2 separate regions of the Gossypium hirsutum genome follow, and region 1 is linked to region 2. The links are chromatin contacts, called in public Hi-C maps. All regions are on one chromosome and are shown on one strand. The core of a region is the stretch at or near the end of the contact, and the rest is flanking DNA. Distances in the headings are between cores, read along the strand shown.

Region 1 (5,186 bases), core at 2,471-4,970, 680 kb after region 2:
CAGGGCATTGTAAAAGTATTTTTAAATTTTCCAAGTAAAATAAATAATCAAAGCATACACAGGAGAACCTTTCAAAATCCTGGTCTCTTAAGCACATGCCTCTCGAAGATTGACAAGTAATAGTAAAATATTTCAGTGAGAAGTATAGACAATGTATGTCTTGCTGTTAATAAAATTACAAATAATGCCAACTCATCATAGGATAACTGTTTACTTATTATAAGGAAGGAAACCCTATGTAGGAGACAATGTCGTTTTATTTGTTCTTGATTGTGCAATGTTCCTTCTTGAACGAAACCAGTGCTTACTGTACAAGATTACAAAAGACAGCAGTATAAACCAATTTTAGATTAATCGCCAAGCCATCATGCCTACATATCAAAGATTATTTCATCTCAATACAAGGGGCGTGTCATCTTTTCAATCTATATCTGTCATCTGATACATCTCAAAACAAGAGCAGATATTGCTGGTCCCACATAACACCCAATGCAGCTTAAAGTCATAATCAAAAGTTTGCAATGAAAAGAAATTAAAAAAAAATAACAACTTAAATTACCCAAAAGAGCACTGCTTTTGGCAGCATTCAAATTTCCAGAAGAAACCTGTCAAACTATTTCCTTTCCCAACTATGTCCAAAGAAACCATAACAAATGAAAAGAGAAAAGCCTGGAGGACAAAGTGACAAAAAAAGAGAGATAGAGAAGTAAAAGAGCATCTCACCTGTCCAAATCCTGCAGGACCAAATCCTGTTCCAAGACCACCATATGCCCCCCCAAGTAAACCAAATCCTAATGGAGGGAAGCTTGAATCTAAGGTTGACTTCTGGGAGCCAGATCCTCCAGAAGATTTCTGGTCTGCTTGTGGTTTTGCAAGAGAACACTCCAACACTTGACCTGTCAATAAGAGAAAATACAACAAAATATCATCAATAATGCCTTTATACTCCGAGGAAATGCAAGAAGTTGATAATAGCAGTAAGGTAAGGAGCATAGTATACCATCAATCTCATATTTTTCAGTATTCTTCAATGCTTTCATAACACTTGACCTCTCTGCAAAATGCACAAACCCATACCTGCTGTCCTCCTTTCCCGCTTTTGCAGGAGGAACTACAACTTTTGTGATCTTTCCATGATGTTCAAACAGCTTCTTTAGGCGATCCTGAGTTATATCTCGTGGTAAATTCTTGACATACAATGACTTAACCTGCACCATGTCAAACATTATTACTATACAACTGTCAATGCAAATCCCCAGCTAAGTATGGCCAACATTAAAGTATAGATTAGAAAACCTGAGTAGTAGCAGAAGATTCAGCATTTCTAGGGTCAGCCCAACTCACTGTTGGAGCATTATCATCAAGCTTAAATGTTGGCTTCAACATTTTCTGTCTCGAGTATTCAGCACATGCATGATTAGAGTACTCAATGAAAACAAATCCACGGTTTCGGCCGGGGTTCATTGGATCCTGCCACGTCAAGCACATGCCATCAAAAACTAATACAGGCTGGCACATAAGTAATGGAATATTAAACTGAATCAGTCTCATAAACTGGGATACGACAGACAATATATGCACAAACCTTCAACAATTCAATACAACCGACTCCAGGCCCAACATCATTTACAACCCTCCTCATAACTTCCTCCCCCCAGTTTCTGGGAACATTACCAATGAACAACTTATTCTTTGCTTGAGAAGTTGAACATTTTATCTTCTTCCCCTGAAGAAGACAAAAAGGAGAAAACAAGAAAACAGATATATGTTACAAAGGAGAAAATATAAGTGAAAAAGAAATGATGCCACAATTCATCAATGTATATATTCATAGGAAGCAAAAAGGGAGAGGAATACTAACACAAATAAATAACAGCATATATTATTATGTTAAGCCCTGCTAGAATCTGTTAACACAAAAAGCTGTGCATTCTTCCTCACCTTGAATTCAGAATAATTCAGTCTTTCAATAGCTTTGGATGCTAACTCTTTGGATCTGAACGTCACAAAAGCATAACCATTGCCCTCACCTAAATCCTTCCCCTTCATTATCCTAACCTGCAGTCATTATATTTACGCATCTAGTCAGTCAAAATAAGCATACAGGCAGCGCATTGATATTAGCAATGTACCTCTATGACTTCTCCTATAGATTCACAAAATCTCTTCAAGTCCTCTTTAGAAGTGTCATGAGGAATGCCACCAATGTAGACCTCTGATCCATGAGGAGGAAGTGCAAGAAGTTCTGCATGTTTCTTTTTCTTTTCTTCCTCTGTCTCAGAATCATTCAACTCCTCATCACCATCAGAGCCTTTTTGAACATCAACAAGCTCAGCATTCTCATTCTCATCCTCATCTTCCACCTCTTCTTCAACCTCTTCCTCAACTTCCACTTCCTCCTCTTCCTCTATTTCTTCATATTCAACCTCTTCCCCTATAGTCTCCTCTTGCTCATTGTCCCCTTCAAGGTCTACCTGCTCTTCATTCTCTTCCCTTGTCCTTGACATTTTATGTATCTAATAAAGCAAGCTTGCAAGACAACTGTGAAGGAAGCACAGAAGCCAGAAGCATTGACAAAAGAAAAGAGTACAAATGTGGAAAGTAGGAAAAAAATGAGAGGCCAATGGAGTTGCAAAATAAGACTTTTGACTGAATTTTTTCCATGAGGATATATGGCTTCAAAGGAGTCGCAGCTAGAGTGGTTCTCAGAAAAGAGAGTTCCAGAATAGTAAAAACAAAGAAAAAAAAGCAATAGACACAGGCAAAGAGAGTTGTGAGTGATAATCAAGAGGATTCTGATGTCAACAAAGTATTCTTGAAACTAGATAAAAGATACAGACAATTGCCCAAGAAAACGGCCAGTTTCATCGATTACTTATATATCTGGGAAATTCATTCACCAAAAGGGGAAAAAGGGAAGAAAAACAAAAAGGCAGAAAATAAGTAATGAGAAATTGAACCTAAAGGCATAAAATATAGAAATAGAAGGAATACAATAAGAGATTCCAGCAAAAGAGAAAAACAGATTTGCAAAGAAATATTTCTTATTATAACGCAGCAATGGCCAAAGCAAATGGAGAAAAAGGTTTAATAATTAATTTAACAATTTGCTAGCAGCCCGTCTTTCAAATTTTCGATCCATATTATGTGTATATTATATATATGAAAAAGATATAAAGGGCTCAGTTTTCCTTACTTCTTTTATTTTTGAACTTACCTCGCTAATTCGCTAACAATTTATGAAACTCCAAACATCAAAGATAGAAAATACAATTTTCTTTTTCTTTTTTTTTTCAAATTTCACTATATTTATATCTTAGCGTTTAGCAATAACTTCAACAATTTAATAAACAGGAAAAAGAAAAGCATACAAGCATTTCGAATTCAATATATCCTGAAACGTCGATTGATTAGGAAATATATATATATTAAACATTCAGCACTAAAAGCAAAGAAGATATTGGTGATTATGTATACAAAAATTTCGGGGGGAAAAGAAGAAGAAAAGAGTGCTTACCGAGCTCGAAATATTGAAGAATGAGAGGAAAACCCTAATAAGGGATTTTGTTACGGAAAACCCTAATTTGTGAGATTAAAAGAGGAGCTTTTAATTTCGCAGGGGCTTCAGAATCGGTGTTGTACCCTACAGATAGCAATAGAATGAATGGTGTTTTGTTTATTATTATGTTTTATATATGGGGATTGAGGAGGGGCTACTAACGGCCAGCTTAAGATAATTGAGAAATTTAAACGATTTTGGAAAAAAAATATTAAATTTAAAAATTAAATTAAAACTAAAAATTTTGGTTTAAAATATAAATTTAATAATTAATATTTTGAAGTTCAAATTTATATATAATTTTTAAGTTCATAATATATTTTCATTTCATATAATTAATGTAAGTATTTATTATTAAAAAAACTAATAATTAAAACAGAATGTTAAATAATAATTTAAAAGAACTTTCCATTACCTAAACCATAATTTAATTAATTATACAATATTAAAAAACTATATCTTTATTTAGAAAATTGCAATGTTATAAATCCCGTACTTTCAATTTTTCTATCTTCATTTTTTATCTCTCTAAATAAATTAATTATATTATTAATGTATTAAATAATATTATTATTTGTAGCGAAGAAAATAAATGTTAATATTTAGTACATAATATATTTTTTTTATTTTACAAGTAATTTTAAAAAATTATTGTATGTCTCTTTTTTAATACTTTATTATACCACTATAAGACATTTGTCAATCTTCTCTTTTTTTTAATATTTTTTAATATTTTATTATACTGTATAAGACTTTGTCAACTTTCTAACTTTACTCGTGGAGTCTAAAAACTTACATCAAATATTTTCTTTTTTCAAAATTAGTTTTAATATGATAATAAAATATTAATATATGAAAATTTTAAGTTTTAATAAAGGTAGTAGAATTGATATTATAGTTTAATTTATTTTGTATATATAATAATGATTTAAAATGATGAAATTAAGCATTAAGTATTAATTTTAACGTCAAAATATAATTTCTATTTTTTTGGTACATTTATAATATAATTACTATATTTATATTAGTTTTGCAATGGTAGGATTGAAGTAAGATGTATGATTTTATAATATTGTAGATTCACTGATAAAACCCAAGAAGAGAGGGGTGGGGATGGTGTAATCTAATGCAAAAACTAAAGATTGAACTGCAACACAAGCAGAGGAGGAATGCTTGATGGATTGGTGAATTCTTTTAAATGGTGCAATTGAGGGGAAATCTAGGATCGGAGGAAATTATTTTCAGAGCTGAGGACTAATGTATTTTCTCTTCTTCCCTAAAATTAATATATATATATTATTAATTTATAAATATTACTTATTCTTCTTAAATGAATAAATACAAAAAAGAATTATTCAAATGATTTTATCTATTATTAATAATTACTTATTGTTAGTACGTTGAATCTAGCTCCAACTTCATTGTATTGTTTAAATCATAAAAAAACTCTATTATATGAAAATGTAGAATAGAATTTTTTTTTTAATGTAAATTTAATAATATAATGAATGAAAAGAAGTATTCTTTAATTTTTTAATATTCGTGTTTTTATATATATTATTATTTTTCATTTATTTTATATATATAATTTATATTTTATGAAAAATCAATATAATATGTTAATGTT
Region 2 (5,179 bases), core at 2,259-4,758:
CTACTGATGTATATAGTAGTGGAAGACTAGCAAACTAAGTTGATGGTTAGTGGTTTTACAATGCAGATTTTGTTTGGATTTTGGTCATCTCGAACTGTTGATTCATATATGTCACAGTACATTGCAATTTCTTTTCTAAAAACAATGGATCGTAATGTCTTTAAATGAAAAACACTCGGTGTGGCTGAACTGTTCTATACTGACTGTTTACAGTGCAAGTTCCACAACATTCGGAGATGCACTTTGACTAGAAAATTAGCTTCCTTCTCTTTTGGTTTGGGACTCGAACTACTTTTGGACATGAGAAAGTGATAAAGCTGAAGTCAGATTCGTGGTGCATTAGAATCCTTGATTAGAGGCACCCCTACCATACTCGGTGTGCCTCTTTAAGGATCCATATGCACCCTCAGGGTTACTTGGACTGCAGAATGAAAGGATTTGTGGAATGCAAACCACAAAGTAATCCGCTATGTACCAAATTCGTGGTACGATAGTAATATGCTTTAGTTCAATTTAGAAGGAGCATTTACTTATGTTTAAGTGTTCCAAATTCCAAATTCCCAGAAAATTAGCAGAAGAATAAATAATAGACAATTTCGATATGGCTGCTATCTTCACCTTCCTTTTGTTTTCTTCACTTCTCATTTCTTTTTTCTATTCTGTTTTTCCAAAATGGAGGTCCTTACATGCATTGTTGGCCAATGGCCACAACATTTAAAGCTTACAGTGAAGTCATCATGCTTCTAAACAGTTCTCCCACTGCTTTTCTTTTAAATCTTGTTAAAAGAGTTCTGGGTGGGAACTTCATTTTCTTCCCATGGTAGGACTGTTTACGCTTATAAACCAAGCCTATGAAAACCAATCGTGGTAGTGTAAAAATATATTTTATTCATATAAAAATCATTTTAGGCTGGAGACCAAGTCTGTATCTTAACTGTACCTTTCCCTGCAGGCCTAATAGTGGGGATGTTTCAAAATCTGACCACCCTCTTTAGTGGAAGAAGACTATCTTTGGGTTTTTAATATTGAACTTTTAGATGGGTAAGATATAGGTCTGTATTTGACATTAATATGCTCAATTCTTTTCCAAACTTTTTCCACATATTTGGAGGATTATTCTCCAATGTTGTGTTCAAATATATTTCTGATATAGATGTCAAACACGGATAATTTAGGGAAAATGAAGAGTCTAAATTACATATATTACACCTACATGATAAAGTGAAACAGAAGTGTCTATAATCAGTACTTTGAATCCTACAAAAATTCTGAATATACCCTGAATGAGGAAAGAGCTATCAGCTAAATCTAAGGTGACGCTATGCAAATAGTTGTGGCTCAGCAAGTTAAAAAATGCCATGTATGGCAAACTTGGTGCCATGCCTTTTCCAATGAATGAGGCACTTAAGACGGCTGATCATCAAGCATGTTCATGGAGTACCGCATCTGTTATTCCTAGCTTGTTTTGGGGCTCTTTTTTCTCTTTGCTTGACATGCTCTGGATGTTTAAATGAAAAATAGGGTTGTGTTTACTTATTATCACAACGGTGTGTATGTATTAATTTATCTGTGTTGATGTCTCTGTACATCCGTTTGACCATGGTTAGAAGCATTTAGTCTTTCATTCATAAAACGTTTTATTTTTTGTTGCAAAAATTTATGATGATTTGAAATGATTTTGTGAATATATTCAACTTCCAGAGTGTGGTAATGACATGGAACACATCTTATCAAATTCTATTTTACCTTCATTTTCGGAACCTTTCTGTTTTTAAATTTTAAATTTTATTATGATTTATTAGCTATTGATGTTTTCATGATATAGTTTAGGTTTATTTTCAGAAACCAGTGCTCTTAGAAGAAGCAAATTGAGAGCTTGATTAGTGTTGGAAATGTGGCCAATGCCAGAGTATCATGATTCATGGCTTCTAGACATACCAAAGCGAACTCCCCTAAGCTTTTCCTGCACCAGATAATGAATTCTTTTACCGGGTCAAGTTGACTTGCCCTAACAGTCTATGAAAGCATTGCCTACTAATTATGAGCAATAAGCACAAATGCTATCATGGGTGGAGCAGTAGACGCACCACCATAACCCTGATAATTACCACCGCAGAAAATATAACTAGACTTGTTTTAGGTAGGTTAGGCTCTAAAGGATGCATTAGTTGCCAGCATTCCATTTTTCCTTTTCAAACTTCCTTTTATGGTGAGATGGCTATTAGAAATGTTCTTTTAATGACTTGGCAGGTGAGACTTGATCTAGTAATCACTTCTTTTTGTGGAACATATTAATTTAAGTTACCTACAATGTGGTGAAATATGAACTCCATTGATGAACCTTGATTCTTATTTTGACATAAAAGGGTGCTGAGATTTTGAATATTTTCTGTTTGATCGGGGTTTTTACCGACTAGTAATTAGCTCTTTGTGTCTGAGACCTGGTAATAAAGACCTGTGCATTTTGTTTTAGTTTAAGCAGAAGTGATCGATATTCTTTGTTGCTTCGTTTAACTGAGTGGTAGAAGCCATTTAAGTGATGTCAAACACGACAAAGTCATGGATGTTCACAAAGGGCATGGATTCGGTTCAAGAGTACTCATCTTTCTGTCAGCTGATTCTCGTAAAGGAGCATCATGTATTGTGTAGTGACATTGTTGCAGTATATTTCATATATGCGTGTATATGTATATACTTGAATTTAAGATAATTCTAGCTAAAAGAGTGATATGCTTTACTAGTTTACTTCATCTATACTTTCCAAAACAGGCTTCCACTTCCACCCTCCGCTGTTACCAATAGCATCCGATTTGTGTATCTGAGACACCATATCCTGAACTGTAACTCCTTGTTTTTGAATCAGCTCCTGCAATTCTTGCTTAGTGATTATCAACTTAATTCTTACGACACCAGGGCTTCCTTTATCATCATCATTCACTTCTGGATTCAAAAACCGTACCTTCTTTTCCTTGCACTTATTGATTGCTGTTGATGGAAGAGGTACAAGGTAATATAGGTGGCCGGGGAGCATGTTAGCATCAGGCTGAAAATGGTGGAAGCCAGAGAATGTATCAGAGATAGCATGAGCAAGGAAGTCTGATAAAACTTGTTCAACTTTGATGGGTGGTTGATATTCAAGGATTTTTCCATCAGTTTTCATAACTCTGATTAGCTTCTGTTGTTGAGCTAAGCAATTCCCCATGGCTTTGTTTTGTTTTGCAGTTGCTTGCAATAGAAAACAGACTTTTATCATGAAAGGTTGAGTTACTGAATCGAGGATGTTTGAAGTGTTAATTTGTTGGTATTTAAACAAAGTGATTATGGCAATGCCCTTATAACATTCAAATATTACATTAATGCCTGCCCTTTCTTTGGACCCCATTGATGGATTAAGAAGACGACTGGGGGCTTGACTTTTGGTATTCAAATCATATTGAATCCCGATTAAATATAAAGTTGAAGTTAAACTCTTTTAAAGAGGAGTAAACTCTTTTAACATTATTTTTTCTTTCGAACTTAAAACCATACAAAAATACTATTAAATTACTTTATCTTAGTAAATCATTTCATTTCGAGAGTTGACAAAAAAATTATTTTGAGTTAATGGAGCAGACTCAGAGTTATAGGCTGGATTTGAATGAATTGAAGTAGGTTATTTTGGTTTTTGTTCTTTGCAAAATTAAATTTGAGTGGGTTGGAAGTGTTTGAAATGTGGTTATGGATTGGGTCTTTTTTGGCAACAACTATGAGGTAGGAGAAAACAAAGCAATATATATATGTAGAGATAGGTAAACAAGTTGCAATTTGGCTCTTCATGTTTGGAAAAAGTATTTATTTAAAAATATCTTATTTCTTGTAGCATAACACAATTAAAATATTTTATTAAAAACATTTCTTATTTACAAATTCTAATAGTCTCAAGATAAATATAAGATAGTATTTCGTGTTGTTCTATTATAATTCTAATGAAATGCAATTTTTTAAAATGTAATTGTCTTACTGTACAACATTTAGTATATACTGAAATGTATTGATTAAAATTTGGGAAAAGTTATTTTTTTTTCTAAAGGGAAGTTACATTATTACAACGAAATGTATTGATTAAAATTCTAGAAAAGTTACATTATCACATTTGGTTCATTAAATATTTTTAAGTGAATGTAATGATACTTTACAAAATTGCCCTTGTTAAATAAAAAATAATTTCATGTATTTAATATTTACAATAAATTTTATTATTAATAAACTAATATTTTAATTGATATTTTTTAAAATTATCATTTTAATTGATTTTTTTTTTTGTTTCTCGTACCATATACAAAGCTTATTTTTTATCAGTTGTTTTGCTTATACTTTGGACGTTGCTAATGCTGTGACGGAGGCTGAGGGAGCAAACTGAGAGCTGAGCCAACAACATTGGCATATTTAACTGTCGTGGGATGTTTTTGTAGGTTTTAGCTACAATTATATTGAAATTTTCTTTTGACAGGAGAGTGAAAACAATATTCTATATATATATATATATGATTAAATATGCATATTAAAAATAAAATTAGAAAAAAATAATTTTGTTTTAGAAAATTTGTAATACTCCAAACCCAACCTAGAAGTTTAAGTTGAATTTGGACAGAGTTACACCAACGTAGTAAAAATGTACTTCTTTTCATAGTTTTAACTTTGAAAATCAAAAATTCATTTTAGTTGGTTTAGATGATTTTATAGTTTTGTTTTAGACTTGACAGATACTAACGAGATTATAAAAAGAAAAATAAGACAAGTTCAAAACAGATTACAAATCCAAAGGATTAAATTGTAGTTATCTTAGTGCAAAACAGTACGAGCTCCCGCAAGCCGTTCGATTTTAAATCAGATGCCTTCCTGACAAATAAAAGTAAGACAAAAGGGTGAGTCACCAAGCACCGCGTGTAACCAAACTCAAATACAAATAAACAGAATGTGATATATAAATCATAGTAACACAAAAATTTGATAACAGTTGTATAACCAGTACCAAACAGATCTAGAGTATCACAAAGGTTCCAACTGAAGTAGTACAGCAGAACAAGGGAAAACAGAACAGAGCAGAACAACGCAATTCAAACAGAACAGAATTGAATAGAGCAAAACAGAACAGGATGGAACAGAGTAGAACAATACTGAACTGAACAGAACGAAACAG

Evidence for each region. Hi-C and Micro-C count contacts between places; a contact is called where the count stands out from the background.
Region 1: a contact with region 2 is called in a Hi-C map of seedling, with 4 times the contacts expected there. The contact joins the promoter of LOC107948424 here to the promoter of LOC107948387 in region 2. A contact is called at or near these places in 8 of 34 Hi-C or Micro-C datasets (callus, fibers, leaf and 2 more).

The regions. Positions count from the first base shown.
Region 1 is chrA04:51,773,783-51,778,968 of Gossypium_hirsutum_v2.1, forward strand. LOC107948424 (heterogeneous nuclear ribonucleoprotein Q) reads right to left here and starts at 3,721. Exons shown (of 9, transcript XM_016882964.2): 1 at 3,518-3,721; 2 at 2,133-2,883; 3 at 1,942-2,058; 4 at 1,586-1,726; 5 at 1,297-1,470; 6 at 1,001-1,208; 7 at 724-896. The coding sequence starts at 2,507.
Region 2 is chrA04:51,092,761-51,097,939 of Gossypium_hirsutum_v2.1, forward strand. It overlaps LOC107948387, which reads right to left and starts at 3,509. Exons shown (of 1, transcript XM_016882920.2): 1 at 2,528-3,509. The coding sequence starts at 3,382. The coding sequence ends at 2,738. LOC107948385 (heme-binding-like protein At3g10130, chloroplastic) reads left to right here. Exons shown (of 7, transcript XM_041111298.1): 7 at 1-87.